5 separate regions of the Mus musculus genome follow, and regions 2, 3, 4 and 5 are each linked to region 1. A link is a contact called in public ChIA-PET and promoter capture Hi-C data. All regions are on one chromosome and are shown on one strand. The core of a region is the stretch at or near the end of the contact, and the rest is flanking DNA. Distances in the headings are between cores, read along the strand shown.

Evidence for each region. ChIA-PET counts read pairs in DNA pulled down with a chosen protein or histone mark. Capture Hi-C pulls out chosen DNA fragments and counts their contacts.
Region 2: a promoter capture Hi-C map of adipose tissue shows a contact between it and region 1. The contact joins the promoter of Phpt1 here to the promoter of Man1b1 in region 1. A contact is called at or near these places in 6 of 39 promoter capture datasets (the 3T3-L1 cell line, the HPC-7 cell line, embryonic stem cells and 3 more), 2 of 484 Hi-C or Micro-C datasets (CD4 T cells and muscle stem cells), 4 of 115 datasets of contacts at active chromatin or transcription factors (effector CD8 T cells, embryonic stem cells and pro-B cells) and 3 of 9 other capture datasets (adipose tissue, liver and pancreatic islet).
Region 3: a promoter capture Hi-C map of adipose tissue shows a contact between it and region 1. The contact joins the promoter of Edf1 here to the promoter of Man1b1 in region 1. A contact is called at or near these places in 12 of 39 promoter capture datasets (the HPC-7 cell line, the SN4741 cell line, cranial neural crest and 9 more), 1 of 484 Hi-C or Micro-C datasets (CD4 T cells), 8 of 115 datasets of contacts at active chromatin or transcription factors (the 230-238 cell line, the SCID.adh cell line, bone marrow-derived macrophages and 4 more) and 3 of 9 other capture datasets (adipose tissue, liver and pancreatic islet).
Region 4: a contact with region 1 is called in an RNA polymerase II ChIA-PET map of effector CD8 T cells, with 14 read pairs. The contact joins the enhancer-like site here to the promoter of Man1b1 in region 1. A contact is called at or near these places in 14 of 39 promoter capture datasets (3T3-L1-derived adipocytes, the C10 cell line, the HPC-7 cell line and 10 more), 1 of 484 Hi-C or Micro-C datasets (olfactory sensory neurons), 5 of 115 datasets of contacts at active chromatin or transcription factors (the 230-238 cell line, the SCID.adh cell line, bone marrow-derived macrophages and 2 more) and 3 of 9 other capture datasets (adipose tissue, liver and pancreatic islet).
Region 5: a contact with region 1 is called in a promoter capture Hi-C map of pancreatic islet. The contact joins the promoter of C8g here to the promoter of Man1b1 in region 1. A contact is called at or near these places in 14 of 39 promoter capture datasets (the 3T3-L1 cell line, 3T3-L1-derived adipocytes, the C10 cell line and 11 more), 1 of 15 datasets of contacts at CTCF or cohesin (large pre-B cells), 1 of 484 Hi-C or Micro-C datasets (erythroblasts), 5 of 115 datasets of contacts at active chromatin or transcription factors (the SCID.adh cell line, effector CD8 T cells, embryonic stem cells and 2 more) and 4 of 9 other capture datasets (adipose tissue, liver, macrophages and 1 more).

What each region holds. Positions count from the first base shown.
Region 1 is chr2:25,331,342-25,334,165 of GRCm38.p6, reverse strand. Man1b1 (mannosidase, alpha, class 1B, member 1) reads right to left here and starts at 1,423. Exons shown (of 13, transcript NM_001029983.2): 1 at 1,190-1,423; 2 at 623-731. The coding sequence starts at 1,306. AA543186 (expressed sequence AA543186) reads left to right here and starts at 1,595. Exons shown (of 2, transcript NR_027448.1): 1 at 1,595-2,018.
Region 2 is chr2:25,573,406-25,576,229 of GRCm38.p6, reverse strand. Phpt1 (phosphohistidine phosphatase 1) reads left to right here and starts at 1,359. Exons shown (of 3, transcript NM_029293.2): 1 at 1,359-1,547; 2 at 1,918-2,042; 3 at 2,531-2,799. The coding sequence starts at 1,391. The coding sequence ends at 2,623. Ajm1 (apical junction component 1) reads left to right here. Exons shown (of 1, transcript NM_001005424.2): 1 at 1-814.
Region 3 is chr2:25,556,503-25,559,326 of GRCm38.p6, reverse strand. It overlaps Edf1 (endothelial differentiation-related factor 1), which reads right to left and starts at 1,480. Exons shown (of 5, transcript NM_021519.2): 1 at 1,298-1,480. The coding sequence starts at 1,375. It overlaps Gm35476 (a long non-coding RNA gene), which reads left to right and starts at 1,799. Exons shown (of 4, transcript XR_866044.3): 1 at 1,799-1,872.
Region 4 is chr2:25,533,022-25,535,845 of GRCm38.p6, reverse strand. The region is part of intron 4 of Traf2 (TNF receptor-associated factor 2); the gene reads left to right. Among named protein-coding and RNA genes, the nearest start is that of Traf2, 13 kb to the left of the region's middle. Within about 2 kb of position 1,440, at least 187 of the 459 cell types and tissues checked have an H3K27ac peak or open chromatin away from gene starts, as enhancers often do. A contact at or near this core is called in 3T3-L1-derived adipocytes, the SCID.adh cell line, the SN4741 cell line and 6 more, where this site is marked.
Region 5 is chr2:25,499,089-25,501,912 of GRCm38.p6, reverse strand. C8g (complement component 8, gamma polypeptide) reads left to right here and starts at 1,407. Exons shown (of 7, transcript NM_027062.2): 1 at 1,407-1,819; 2 at 1,938-2,074; 3 at 2,254-2,324; 4 at 2,408-2,515; 5 at 2,798-2,824. The coding sequence starts at 1,682. It overlaps Fbxw5 (F-box and WD-40 domain protein 5), which reads right to left and starts at 1,163. Exons shown (of 9, transcript NM_013908.5): 1 at 1,027-1,163.

The DNA.
Region 1 (2,824 bases), core at 174-2,673:
AGAGTCACCTGCTTCTCCCTCCCAAGTGCTGGGATTAAAAGCGCCACCACCTCCCAGCTTGAGCAGGGTTTTATGTAGCCCAAGCTAGCCTCAACTCCTGATCCTCCTACCTCTATTTCCCAAGTGTGAAGACCACAGTCTTTTCCAGGCTGAATTCTTTTTCAAGCATTTGGCAGAGTGTGTCCTTAAACACAACATACAACAACCCCCTCAGCCCCGCAACATATCAATTTAATAGTGCCCAAACAGGCAGCTTGACTTGAGCAATCTGAAGCAATGTTTGGGTTTCCAACCTTAAAGCAGCCCAGAAGGAATCCTAGGATCCTCTCAGGATATCCACTGGTCCCAGGCAAACACACTGTACCACGTGGTAGGGACATGTGATTAGTGCTGATCTGCTGCTATAGACTGATGGGGAGGGGAGGGACAGCACTGTTGGCCCAAAGACCTACAGGGTCACCTGTACACCAGTTGGTCATACTGGGCTCCACATTTTCCCCTCTGCTGTATTTATTGCCAATCTGTCACCACATGCCTTGTGGTACTGTTTTATCTGGATTGCAATACTGTATCTGACCTCAGCCTGCATCTCCTCTGCTCGAGCACCACTGGTATTTCATACCTTTCCACTGGTCAGCCGTATGAAGAGAGTACAGGAATCCACAGAGAATCAGAAAGCCCAAGACGAAGAGAATCACATTCCGCTGTAGCCTCGAAAGCTGCTTCCATTTCTAAGAAAGAGCCGGGAAAATGACACTTGTCACAGATTCGGTTAAAAGAGCAATTCAGAGAGACCCTTATGTAAGGCTTGTCCTTACTTGAGGGCAGGTAAGTTCCCTCTCAGCAAAGTTTACATTGACAGAACAGTGCTAGAGGTGACAGAGCACACCATCCCATACATGGCACAAGATCTGTACACCATGTGTCCAGCTGCACGTGCACTGGAGAAAAACTCCTGAAATCCCCATGACTTGGCTCAGGCATCGTCGGACCATACGGGCTGTGCTCATTGCCCCCTCAGCTCAGGATCCCCAGGGCACCTGACATTAGGCAGGGGAAGCAACCACACCGAAACCCAAGCTGCGAGAACCAGACGCAGCACAGAAACTTCTGGACGCTGGAAGAGACACGAACGCTCCAGCTAGGTACTTCCCTCGGTAAGGCTTCCCCAGCCCGGACCCCGCCTCACCCTCCAGCATGAGCGCCGCCGCCGGCTCTTGCTGTTGTCGTAGCTCTCGCCCAGGCTCAGCGTCACCGAGATGAAGTCCCGGTGAGGCGCCGGCGGCGGCGCCGGCGGTGGGTACATAACTGCGAAGCCGGCCCAAAAGACCTCGCTTGCTGGAGGCGTCAGGAAGCCCAAGACTGAGAAAGACCGCGGGCTGCCATAACGAAGGCATCCACACCCCGCCCATCGCCCTAAACACCAGTGCGCACGCGCCGCGTCTTATCGGTCGTTGCGCAAGCTCAGAACCCTAGTCTAAGCACCGCGCCTGCGTACACCCTTGTGCTGGTATTTCCTGGCGGGTCACTGGCGTCACGATACCCGCCCCTGTGCCGTTGACGTTATTTCATCGCGTCCTTACGTCGCTGAATCGCGCGCATCCGCTCCATTGCAGGCGTCCTGCAGACTCCCTGTTGGGGGCGGACTGACTACGGTTTGGAGAAGTGTTCTTTGTTGCAGTTACGTCTGGCTTGAGTTGTGGACTATCACCCTTGCCGGAGTCCTGCGCTCGATCTCGGGGAGCGGGCATCACCCTGGCGCGCCTGGAGGTGAAACGCAAAACTCCTGACCGGAGGAAGGGACGGCCCTGCTGAGGCTGAGTCCTGGGGTGGCTCTGCGCCCTGAGGCCGCGGCCTGGCCTTTCTAGTCGCTCCGGCCTGGGAGCGACCCTTTCTGCGACCATTCCGCTCCTAGCCCTACCTACGTACTCGGCAACGGGTTTAAAACGACCTCACTTTTCCGTGCGCGTGGTTCCCTCGAGGAAAACATGCAAAACGACAAAACTGCCCACTGTCCGGTGGGTGAAACTGCTGCTTCCCAACTTACTTGTGGTATTTCTGAGCATTTGGAGAGTTCCCTACGTTGCGATCATTTAGTTTGAATCTCCTACAGAAGACCTACCTGATCCCGCGCCCCTTCCCTACATTTTTTTTTTTTTTTTTTTGTGGGGTTGGGGGAGGTTCGAGACAGGGTTTCTCTGTATAGCCCTGGCTGTCCTGGAACTCACTCTGTAGACCAGGCTGGCCTCAAACTCAGAAATCCGCCTGCCTCTGCCTCCCGAGTGCTGGGGTTAAAGGCGTTCGCCACCACACCCGGCCCCTTCCCTACTTTTAAGTCCTCACAGATCGCTATTACAATAGTGCTCTCAAATGTAGGTTTTCGGAACCATGGCAGATGGTGCAATGACTTTGAGGTCTGCATATCTTCCAAAATGAAGGCGGAGTTCTTGTTGGCTATTCACGCCAACTCAAGCCAGGTCTACACATTCCCACGTTCTGCTACTGCTTATGACCATGAGGTGGCAGTTGGCATACCAAAGGGCTAGTTAGAGCTCTACGTTAAAAAAAAAAATAAACCTTTGAGGGAAGAAATAGGAAGAGTTTGTTAGACCAAAACAAAATCTGGAGCTGAAAATCTTCCAATTCAAGCCAGGCAAGAATGATAAGCCACTGTGGGACAAATCCTTGTCCAAGTTCAGAATCTAGCGACATTGAAGGTCTTGAAGGGGTTGAAAGAGGAAAACCAAGTCAGCCACAGAGAGCAATGATGAAGTAACCTTGCCCTTCTCATAATTAAAGCAAAGCAACACCTGTCTGTGCCCAT
Region 2 (2,824 bases), core at 110-2,609, 240 kb before region 1:
GGGGAAGCAGTGTGGGCGGCGACCCAACCAGAGTTAAGATCTGGGTAAGGATTTGAGCTCCCAACACCTACCCAACAAGATGGCCTTAAAAATCTGCCTTCCAGAGAAGATGGAGAGGTGGGAAGCGTGTGCTGACGAATTAGCAGACAACCCTACTGAGAGCAGCTCCTACCACGGAATGACTTGGGAATGAGTAAGGAACAGGGCTGTCCCTAATTAGGAACTGGACTAGGAAAGGTGCTTAGTAGTGAGCCACCAAGTGTGGGTACGGTTAAGGAGTCGGTGCCGAGGCCTGCCCCGAATCCAATCCTGTGTGCAAAAGTGCCCTGGCTGCACTCCAAGCTGAGAGAGAAGCCAAAGCCTGACGTGTTGTGGAGAGGTCTAGGCTTCCCTAAGCCCCTTGCCTGACCCCGTACCTGGATCTGAGCCCAGGACTTTGTGGAGGGTGTGACCCAGAGAGGGCTTGCGACCAGATTCTCCAAGAATCTTGGGAGAAGAAGAAGCCCCAAGCCCTTAGGAGCTCTGAAAGTTCAATTGCAAGAACCTGGGACACACACCTATGCACGAGGGTGTGCACACGCGCCAGCTACCCTCGACTGGATGTCCCCGGGACACTCCAGCTCTCTCTCCTTGGCCCCTGTCTTAGCACATGCCCGGATGCCGCTCTTGCAACACTTGCTGCCCCGCCGCCTGCCGCCCTCCCCAGGGGCTCCACAGTCCCTCCTGCGGCAGACTGGCAAGAACGCCTCTGACGAGAAGGGCAAGTGCTTTCGAACCAAGTAAAATAGAACTTGAATGTAGCTGCTGCTAATAACTCGGTAGTGGTGGTGGTGGTGGTCGTCGTCGTGGCCGGGGGGGGGGGGGGGGGGGGGAGCATTGCGTCAAAGCTTCCGGGAGTAGGAGCTTAACAACCCGCAACCGGAGTATTGTGGAAGGGGAGGCCCGAGGGTGTGAAGTGGAGTATGCAGGGGAGTACTTGAATTTGGAGAGACCGGAGAGAGATCCTCCGGTTTACAGGTGTTGGGGAAGAGAGGACTTCGGATTTATGGTTTACGGATTGAAGCCTTAGGACCCAGGAGTGGAACCGGAGTGCGTCCTTGCATCCTTTTGCTGCCCTGCAGCGGGTTGATTTACAGCACCACGGGTTAACCTATGCCTCGGCTCCTTTAACTGGGACTCATGAGCCCGATCCCAAAGCTGCAAAGAACTGGGTTGCAATTGGCCAGTCCGTGCCTCAGATTGGAGGTACAACTGGCTGAGGCTCTGGGCTAGGTAAGCATTCCCTCACGGGATTGGCCGTGGCTGCCAAAGGGCCCGCCTCCCTACGCATAGGCCTGGGTCGGGTTTGGTAAGGGGCTGTGGGGCCCAGAGATCGAGCGCTTCGGGGAACATGGCGGCGGACCTCGGTCAGATTCCTGATGTAGACATTGATTCGGATGGCGTCTTCAAGTATGTGCTGATTCGAGTCCACTTAGCAGAGCCTTCTGGGGATCCGGCGAAGGAGTGCAAGGAAATCGTGCGTGGCTACAAATGGGCTGAGTACCACGGTGAGGGCGGGGCCTCTGTGCCCTTGGAGGCGGGACGAAGGTTAGGGGCGGGGCCTTACAGTTGCTGGTAGCGGAGTAGTGACTGCTAATATATCATGACTTGTACTAACACATAGCTAGGCTGACCTAGAAACGTCGGGATTTGGGCAGAAAGGAGTGCCATGACTGGGATCTTCTTAATCCCGTCTCTCACTTCGAAAGTGTCTTCTTCCTCCCGTTCATCTTTTTGCCAGCGGGGGAAGGGCTCATCTTCTCTGGGAAAAAGACCACCAAGAGCTGGAGCTTCTGACCCCATATCCAGCCCTAGAGTTCAGTGTGGGGCCAACAAGGGCGGCTAGGGCATATCCTGAGGCCACTCTCCCCACCCCAGCGGACATCTATGACAAAGTGTCAGGCGAGCTGCAAAGGAATGGCTATGACTGTGAGTGCCTAGGCGGCGGGCGCATCTCCCATCAGAGCCAGGACAGGAAGATACACGTGTATGGCTACTCTATGGTGAGCTCCAGTCCCCAGGTCTCAGCCAGACTGCAAAGCTCACCTTTGTGAGCCTGACCCCACCCCCACCCCACCCCACCCCACCCCTCACACCACCATTCAGGCCACCTTTGGGACTCTGAAAGTTGGAGCTACAGAACCCTTACTTAAGGGCTGAATGGGTTTTCCTTTCCCCACGTTTTCCAAATGACACCTTGGGCTACATCCCCGACTTGCTCCAGATCCTGATGGGTCTGTGTCCTGACTCTCTAGGGGCCCTTGGAGCCACCAGTACTGGGGTCAAATTCACAGTTCTATGTTGATCCTTTTTCATAAAGTCCACCTTAGACCCTCAGGCATCACCTGAAGAGCTCTTCAGTCCTCATCATGATCCCAGTATGATTAGGATGGTAGGATCTGCTAACTTTCCCCAGGGCTGCTATTGCTGCGGCTTCTGGGTGGGCTCCCAAAGCAAAAAACTAGCAAACTGGCGGTCATCCTTTCTCTAGGGTTACGGTCGTGCCCAGCACTCTGTTTCAACTGAGAAGATCAAAGCCAAGTATCCTGACTATGAGGTCACCTGGGCTGACGATGGCTACTGAAGCTCTGCCCCACCCCCCACCCCCCGGACTAAGTCAGGTCTCTGCTCTTGCTGTGTTCTGTTTTGAGGGGCTGGCCCTGTGCTTTCCTTTTGTACCTTAGGCAGCATAGCACCTGCCAGGCCTTAGAGGCCAGACCAATCTGGTCCATAGGAATTAAAAGCATTGATATGCCTACTAGTCCCTGACTTGTGTCTTGCCTTC
Region 3 (2,824 bases), core at 231-2,730, 230 kb before region 1:
CCTTATTACTATTTCTTACTGTGCCTAATCTATAAACTTCTTCATGGGTGGGTATATATGAGTAGGAGAACACACACTACATACAGGATCCAGCACAACTCAGTTTCAGGCATCTACTGAGCAGCCTCAGAATGTGTCCCCAAAGAAACAGGGGTACACTGTACACACATATCTAGATAACATGCATTGAACTACTGCTAAAAGAACCAACTCACTTTTACACTAAGACAGGTGTGAGCTGGGTATGGTGGCACAGGACTGTGATCCTAGCCCTCAGAAGGCTGATTCAAGCCTTCTTAGTGCTAGATACACTAGACCCAGAAATCAATATCAGAGCACGTGCATGCGCACACACAGTACAGGCGACCAGGTTCTTTATTGGAAACAGAGCTAGTTTTCTTCCAAACTCTGCTATAAAGCAGAAAGGTGTGGAATGCTGCCCTGGCTTCTTCGGCCAGTACGGTTCCTAATGAGAAATGACACACCCCACAGTAGTCTCAGTAGTCTCCCTGGGAAGTAGGACCACTAACGATGATGCCTGGGCCACAGTAACTGAGTATTAACATCCTGCTTCAGAGGAGTGGCATGTGAGCGTCTCTGTGTAATATGCTCAGACTTTCTACACACTTAAGGATGATTCCAAGTTCTCCTGAAAAGAGGACTGTGGACTTGGCTTCAACTATGGCAAATAACTCCAGCTCTGGTCAGTACCACTTAGGGAACCACAGCATCCAGGGCTCAGGGACACAGAGTTCACCTATGGAGAGGACATCAGACCAATGTCTCACACAGCCCTCTTTATAGGCTGACATCGCCTGGGTGGGCATCATGGGCAGGAAGCCACCAGTGATGCCAGCACAGGCTGATACCAGGTAAGGGCAAAACCTTCAGCAGGACTGCCCCTACCCTGGTTCCCAAGTTTCCTGCGCCTAATGCCCACGTTGCCCACCCCACATTTAGTGACCAGCCAGGTTCTCTGACCCACACTTGCACCTGTTCTCAATCCTGTTTTCATCTCCATCCAGGTCCTCACCCAGGCCTGTCCCAGTCCAGAGCCCAGGCCACATTCCCATCCCCCTGCTCCGACCTTTGCCCCAGCCTCGCGCAGGTCAGCTGCCCTCTACCCCAGTCTTTTCCCGTACTCCATCTCCAAGGAGTACCTGTTGTCCCCCAAGGTCTCCACCCTCGAAAGATCCGTTCGGGTCCCCACCCACTGCCGGATTCCCCGGCTCGGCCCAGCGACCGCAGAGCGCCGTGCGGCCCGGCAGCTTCCCGCCGCCCCCCGCTGGCTGAGCACCTGCTTAGACTTGGCCTGTGCGGCCGTGGGGCCCTTCTTGCGCAGCACCGTCACGGTGTCCCAGTCACTCTCGGCCATGGCGCGGCGGGGGCAGCGATCCGTCCGGCGGCTCTGGCAGCTGCTCGAGACCCGGCGCGGCGACGCGACGTCCCTTCGTCGCCTCCCCGCTTCCGGCGCCAGCGCCTCGGTCCCGCCCCTGGTTCCCATTGGTCGGTGGTTCCAGGAGCCCGCACTTCCCGAGCTCTGCGGCCAATCCGCACCCGGCTAGTCTAGGGACCCGCGGGGGCTGCCCGCGGGCGGCGCGTGGAGGGCGACGCCTGATCGCCGCCACGGTTCCAGTCCCGTGTCCCTGTGGCTGCGCAGGGCGGAGCGCCAGGGGTGGGAATTGTGTGGGGATCGAAGGGAGCGGAGAGTGAGGGACCCTAAAGGAGAGAAGAGCGGAGAGGACATGGAGAGCAGACGGGAGGACCGAAGAAGAGAGTGGAGGATCCCGAGAAAAAAAGTGCAGAAGAGAGAAGAACCTTAGTAAAAAGAGTGGGGACCCGGAAGAGAGCTGGGGCGGAGAGGGAACACAGGTATCTGCGAGGGGAGTGAGGCACGGAGAAGGGGGCCCTGGAGACCTACACACACGCCATGCTAGCACAGGTGCCGTACAAGTGGGATCCTACTGATCCCAGCCGGTCTCCACCACCTTACTTCTGGAGAACCTGGGCCAGCGTCCCCCACACCAGTGGGTATACACCTGTCTTCCAGGCCACGCCTTAGGAGATCCCAGGATAGAATCCAGGTTCTCTTGTGCTTGTAGCTTGGCATTATACCAGTACTTCGAAGTTCCTTTGGAGGTGCTCTCTGGGAGAGAAACAGCAGCTGGCAAATTTTGTGGGGCCAGAAACATGTGAACCATTGATGGCTTCTTTGGAATACATAGAAACAAAATTACTTTAAAAATAAGCAACTCAGCCTCGAGGTGGTGGTCTTTAATCCCAGCATTCGGAAGGCCGAGGCAGAAGAATCTTTGGGTACGAGGTCAGCCTAGTCTACCAAACGAGCTCCGGGACAGCCAAGGCTACATAGAGAAACTGTCTCAAAAAACAAACAAAAACACCCTATAAATACAAAAATACACACACACCAAAAAAAGGAGCCTGGAGAGATGCTCTCTCTCCAGGAACTGCTCTTCCAGAGATCCTGAGGTCCCAGCAACCACATAGTGGTTCTTGACATCTGTATTTGAATACTATGCCTTCTTCTGATGTGTCTGAAGACAGCTACCGTGTACTCATATACATTAAATTAATAATAATAATAATGTAAATTACTTCTGCAACACCCGTATTTGCCAGGTGGAGATATGAGGATCAGAAGGTCAAGGTTATCTTTAGCTACAAAGCAAGTTTGAGACCTTCCAGGACTACATGGAACCCTGCTTGGGGAGGAAAACAAAATGATTATAGAGGCATAGTGGCTAAGAGCATTTGCTGCTCTTGCAGAGAACCTGAGAACAGCAGGATGTAACTCTAACTCCAG
Region 4 (2,824 bases), core at 191-2,690, 200 kb before region 1:
AACCCAAATAGTGCAGGTAGGCCTGTACCATAAGCCTGTCACTTCTTTCCACGTCCTACTCCAGTTCCCCAGAGGTACAGTAGGACGGGAGTGCCTTACATAAGAAGCTAGCGCCAGGCTGGCCTTGGTAACACCTTTGTGTTGCTTTGGCTGCAAAGTTTTCATTGTTTGCAGGAAGCTGCAGCTTTTAAGCTCAGTGGGAGTCTGTGGTGTATATCATACCCACCAGGGATTTCTCTATTGTTATTTGTTTTCTATTTCTTTTGAGTCAGTCTTTTTTTTTTTTGTTTTTGTTTTTTGTTTTGTTTTTCGAGACAGGGTTTCTCTGTATAGCTCTGGCTGTCCTGGAGCTCACTTTGTAGACCAGGCTGGCCTCGAACTCAGAAATCCGCCTGCCTCTGCCTCCCGAGTGCTGGGATTAAAGGCGTGCATCACCACACTCGGTGTGAGTCAGTCTTTCTATAGCCCTGTTGTCCTGGAATTCAGAGATCCACTTGCCTCTGCCTCTTGAGTTCTGGGATTAAAGATGTGCACTACCCTGCCTCACTCACAAGAGTTTTCTTGCTGTGAATTGTGTTGACTCTGGAAGTTATTTAACTAATGGGTATATTTGTTTTGGTCACAGAAAGTCATCTAGAAGGCCAGAGGAAGAGGTGGTCTATGAAAGGGGCCAGTGTAGTGTGGACATTAGCATGAGCTTTTTTTTTTTTTTTTTTTTTTTTTTTAGTATGTCACCTTTAGGCATCTTGAGTTAAACCTGCATTACAGAGGCCACGTGGTTAAGTGACACTCCTCCAGTCTACCAAGTTTCTCATTCCTCTTGTTGCTTTAGTCAACAACCTTCAAAGAAGTTTTTGATTCCGCTGGACATGGTGATGCACACCTATAATCCCTATTCTTAGAAGGCTGAGACAGGAGGACCATGTGTTCAGAGGTGGCCCAGGCTGCTAGTGAGGCCTTGTCTTTCCTATGCCTGCCTCTTGTGTCTGGCTATATGTCCCGTGACCTGTTGACTGGTCACACTTTAGGTTTCAGTCTCTAGCTGAGCAGTTTGGGCTTCACTTGGGTGAACAAGAAACTCATTTTTTTCAAGCATGGTGTCAGGACCTGATCAAGAGTCATAGTCCACACTGTATCCTTAAAATGAAATGCTTAGTGCTGCCTGTGAAAGAGACGGCTCCTAGGGAAGTGACATGCTTGGTGTATTGGGTGGATGCAGGAAAATGTGGGTGTAGGGCATGGTGGCCTATAGAACCTGTTTGCTCTTGAAGGTGTTTTGAGAGACCCCTGGGGCAAGTGGAATAATTCTTCCCAGGCCTGTGGTAGGCTTTAGATTCCCCCAAGATTTCTGTTGCTTCCAGGCCTGTGGTACTGTAGGTCAGTGACTGTGTGGGCCTCTGACTGATGGCCAGGAACTGCAGCCAGGCCATGGGCTTGGTGCCATGTGGCTTTGTAGGCATGCAGAGTGGAAAGTCCCTGGCTGCACCCTTTGAGAGCTCTGGAAAGTCCCTGAGATGAGTTGGGTTTGGTCACATGGGAGGGCAGGCACAGCTCAGCCTTAGCTGATTTTATTGATAAAAACTTGTCGCTGGTGGCAAATGTCACAAGCCAGAGAAGAAATTACACCCTCTTTGTGCAGTCATCACCACAGATAATCCTCTCTTCTGCCTGTCACAAATCTCTTTATTTCTTAGCTTTCACTGGAACTAAGGTTGTAACTAAAACATTTTTTTTATGGTTTGAATTATTTAAAATGTTTGAAAGATGGGAAAAAAATCCTGCTTAGCCTTTGGCTCTGTTTTCCTTTATGATAATGTCTTTCATTCTGAAGATGAATTGAAAGCTGTATTAAAGTCTGTTGTCCTGAAGGCAAAGCCTGGTACTGCACTAGGGAAAGCAAAGGCTGCCAGATCTCTGTGAGTTCCAGGCCAGCCTGGTCCCCACATAGTGAGTTCCAGGCCAGCCAGGCTACAGATTCCAGGGAACAGCTGAAACTGGGAAGGCAGGTGTGCCAGTCGGCATGGCCTCATCGTGGACTTGCTTTTCACATTTATTTATTTTATGTGTATGGGCTTTTATCTGTATATGTATATGTGCATCACTTGCATACCTGGTGCCCAAAGAGGGACTAGAAGAGGGCACTGGCTCCCTTAGAACTGGACTTAAGGTTGGCTGTGAGCCACCATGTGGGAGCTGGGAGTTGAACCTGAGTCTGCTGCAAGAGCAACAAGTGCTTCTAACCACTGAGCTCTCTCTCCAGCCCATCATTATAGTCTACATAGTGAATTCCAGACCAGGCAAAGTTATATAGTGAGACCCTTTCTCAACCACACCCATCCACCCCACCCCCCAAAATTTCAGTTTTAACAACTATATTTTCTTAAAATGTTAAATTTGAATTCTGCTTGAATAAATGCTGATAGATTTAGATTGTGTCTGCTAGGGGAGTTTGAGCTTTGTCTTTGTTGCCTGAATGTGTTGTTACAAGTGTGTCTTCTGTAATCCTTTATGGTCAGGACCTGAGGACAAGCATTCATTCCCTGGTCTCCCCCAGGACTCATCTAAAAAAGTCAGGTACGGCAGCATACGCCTGTAATCTCAAAGTTGGAGAAGCAGAGACAGGAACATCTCTGGGGTTTGGTGGCCTGCCAGCCTGGAGTATTGAGTGAATATTCAAGTCACTCTCAGGTTCTGAGTTTAGCTGGGATTTGAAGCAGCCAGTGCAGGGCATGGAACACAGGGCCATGAACACACAAAGCACATACTCACCCACTGAGCCTCACCTGTCCCAGGAGAGAAACAGTTTATTGAAATTTGTCAGAAT
Region 5 (2,824 bases), core at 158-2,657, 170 kb before region 1:
TGAACCCAAGCCTCCTCATCGCCAACCCCAGGGAGAGACTGATAGTCTGGGGTTCCAGACATGGCAGTCCTAGCTAGCCCCACCAACTGCCCACCGGAGAATTCCACTGCACTGAGCATGTGCGGGGGGAGGGGAGGGATGTGTGCATCTCTCTTTGTGTGTACAAGTAGCACTGCCCCACCACAGACCCAACACTTCTTGAAGGACCCAGGCAGTAACGTTGCACCACCTTACATTCTCCAGGACACCAAAGGACTTGCTGGACCAGACAGCAAGCCCCTGAGTACTACTAGGCCAGGTAGAACCTGCGAAGTGGGGGGCAGCCCCACTTTCCAGGTGGGGGCCTTTGATGCCTTCCCCAATGCTACAGGGCACAGGGAGGCAGGTGAGCACAAGACAAGCAAACAGGTCTGGGCTGCTCAAACTGGCAGGTCCAAGGTTTAGCAGCCCACCCTGTCTTTGACCTTGCTGCTATAGGACTTCAGGCCAAGGCTGACTTTCTTCTGAGAAGGGGTTCCTGCTAGCCAGTGGCATATGTCGTTCTGGACTCAGGAGACAGCCTGGCCAGGAGGGTGGTTAAGAGTGATTGGGGTTTCTGAATGTCAGAGGAGACATCAGGGACCACGCTTTGCTGCTTAGCTAGAGTGGGCAGCAGCTCCTTCATTCACCCACTGAACACCGGAGGGTGGATTGGGACGACGTCAACCTGCCAAGGCCATCACTGGCCAGATAAGGCCACCAAAGGCTGTACAAGTGTAGACATTGCAGGAAAAAAATATGGTGACAGTGAACAAAGCCCGTGAAGGTGACAAAAGCCAGTTAAAGTAGGACAAGGCAGAGCGAGGCCCATGACCGGGACCAGGCCCGAGAAAATAAACGAAGGCCACGATCGGGGACAAGGGACACCGAAGGTGGCAGAAGGCTGGTGAATGCAGGACTGGGAGTAATGGGGCACAAGGCTGGTGACTGGGGACAGGGCAGATGACACAGGTGAGTGAGCACGGCGGGGCCAAAGCCGGGACTCACCGCGGTGCCTCTGCCCGCTGCGCTGCGCCCGGCTTCCGCCGCCGCTCTAGTCTCCACCTCCACGTCTTTATGGAGGCGCCAGGCTCGACGCTGAGAGCCCCGAGGCATCGATGGACCGTTCCCCCCCCCCCCCCTTCCCCGTCTTGCGCCTGCGCCTCAGGCTCCGACTAGCAGCCAGCGTTTCTTATGCGCCTGCGCAAACTCTTACTTTCCGAGCGTTCTGACTCACAGAACAGTACTCACTCCTGGCTACCCTAAAGGACGGAGGATTGAGCCAGGCTCAGCTGGGCCGGTTCGAGACTCTGCCTCTGCTCTCTCTGCTGCTGGGCTTTGAACAAGTGACTTTATGAGCACGTTCTTGTTGGTTGTGGAGTTAAAGACAGTTATTGCATGCATAGGGTTGAGCACTGACCACAAGTGGAAATAGGGGTGCAGAGGTCAACTCTTAACTTTGCACTTGGGACACAATGCCCAGCTCCTATCAAGGCTAGGTTCTAGGATGGACCCTGGCTTGGGTTAGGGGTTCAGTAATCGGAAGACAGATGTGGACTTCCTGGACTGTGCTTCCTGTGGCACTGGACAGTGGACTCTGACCTAGGACAGTGCACCCCTCCACCTCGCTGTCCTGTCACCTACTGTCCGTAGCAGGTTGGCCATGCTGTCTCCAGGGGCTGTGTTGTTCTTCACCCTGCTCTTGACAGCCAGTTCGCTGGGCCAAAGGACTCGAAAGCCTATTGGGTCTACCTCCCCCATCAGCACTATCCAGGCCCAGGTCAATTTCAGTGCTCAGAAGGTAAAATCTGGGAGTGAGTGGGGGTAGGTAAAAGAGCAATAAGAACCTGCCTAGCTTGGCGGGATTGGTCCAGGGTGCCCCATTTCCCCAGTCCTGAGCACTCATAGTCAACTTCCAGTTTGCAGGGACATGGCTCCTGGTGGCTGTGGGCTCTTCGTGCCGCTTTCTTCAGGAGCAGGGACACCGAGCTGAGGCCACCACATTGCACGCAGCTCCCCAGGGTGCAGCTATGGCTGTCAGCACCTTCCGAAAGCTGTGAGTCCCAGCAGGACTTCATCCCAGCCCCTGAGCCCATCTTACTCTGCCCTCCTGACTCTAAACCTCATCTCTAGCTCTTCTGTGGCCTAGATAGCTATCCCATATGGCCTCTCCTGGGTTGGGGTTCCTAGAGTCTGGGTGCCTCCTCTTATGACATACCTTCTTCCCCTCCCCAGAGATGGGATATGTTGGCAGGTACGCCAACTCTTTGAGAACACAGGGGTCCCTGGCCGCTTCTTGTTCCAAGGTGAGGCAGGGGCATCAAGGGAGAGGGCTCTGGGCTGGAGGCAGAGGGGAAAGGACTGATGTGCTGTTGTGGTTCTGCCGCAGTCTCACGGGCCCGTGGACCAGTGCATATGGTGGTTGCTGAGACTGACTATCAGAGCTTTGCCATCCTGTACCTGGAACAGGGAAGGAAGCTGTCTGTGAAACTATACGGTGCGGACTAGTCCTGTGATCATACATGGCCTGTGCTTTTCACACATGACCTGTGCTCTGCATCCTCCAGGTCCACCTTGATGGACAGGGCGTCCCCAGATGGACACACACCCCTTCTCATTCCTTTTCTATCCCCATACTCTTGGCAGTAGGCACCCTTGATGAACAGCTACACATGGGATGGGGTGGGAACTGGATGGGGCAGGGACACACAGCTGACCTGGCTGTGTGTCCTGGGTTCCCTGCCATGTTGAAAGCACTGGAACTCTGCCTACCCCACAGTCCGCTCACTGCCAGTGAATGACTCTG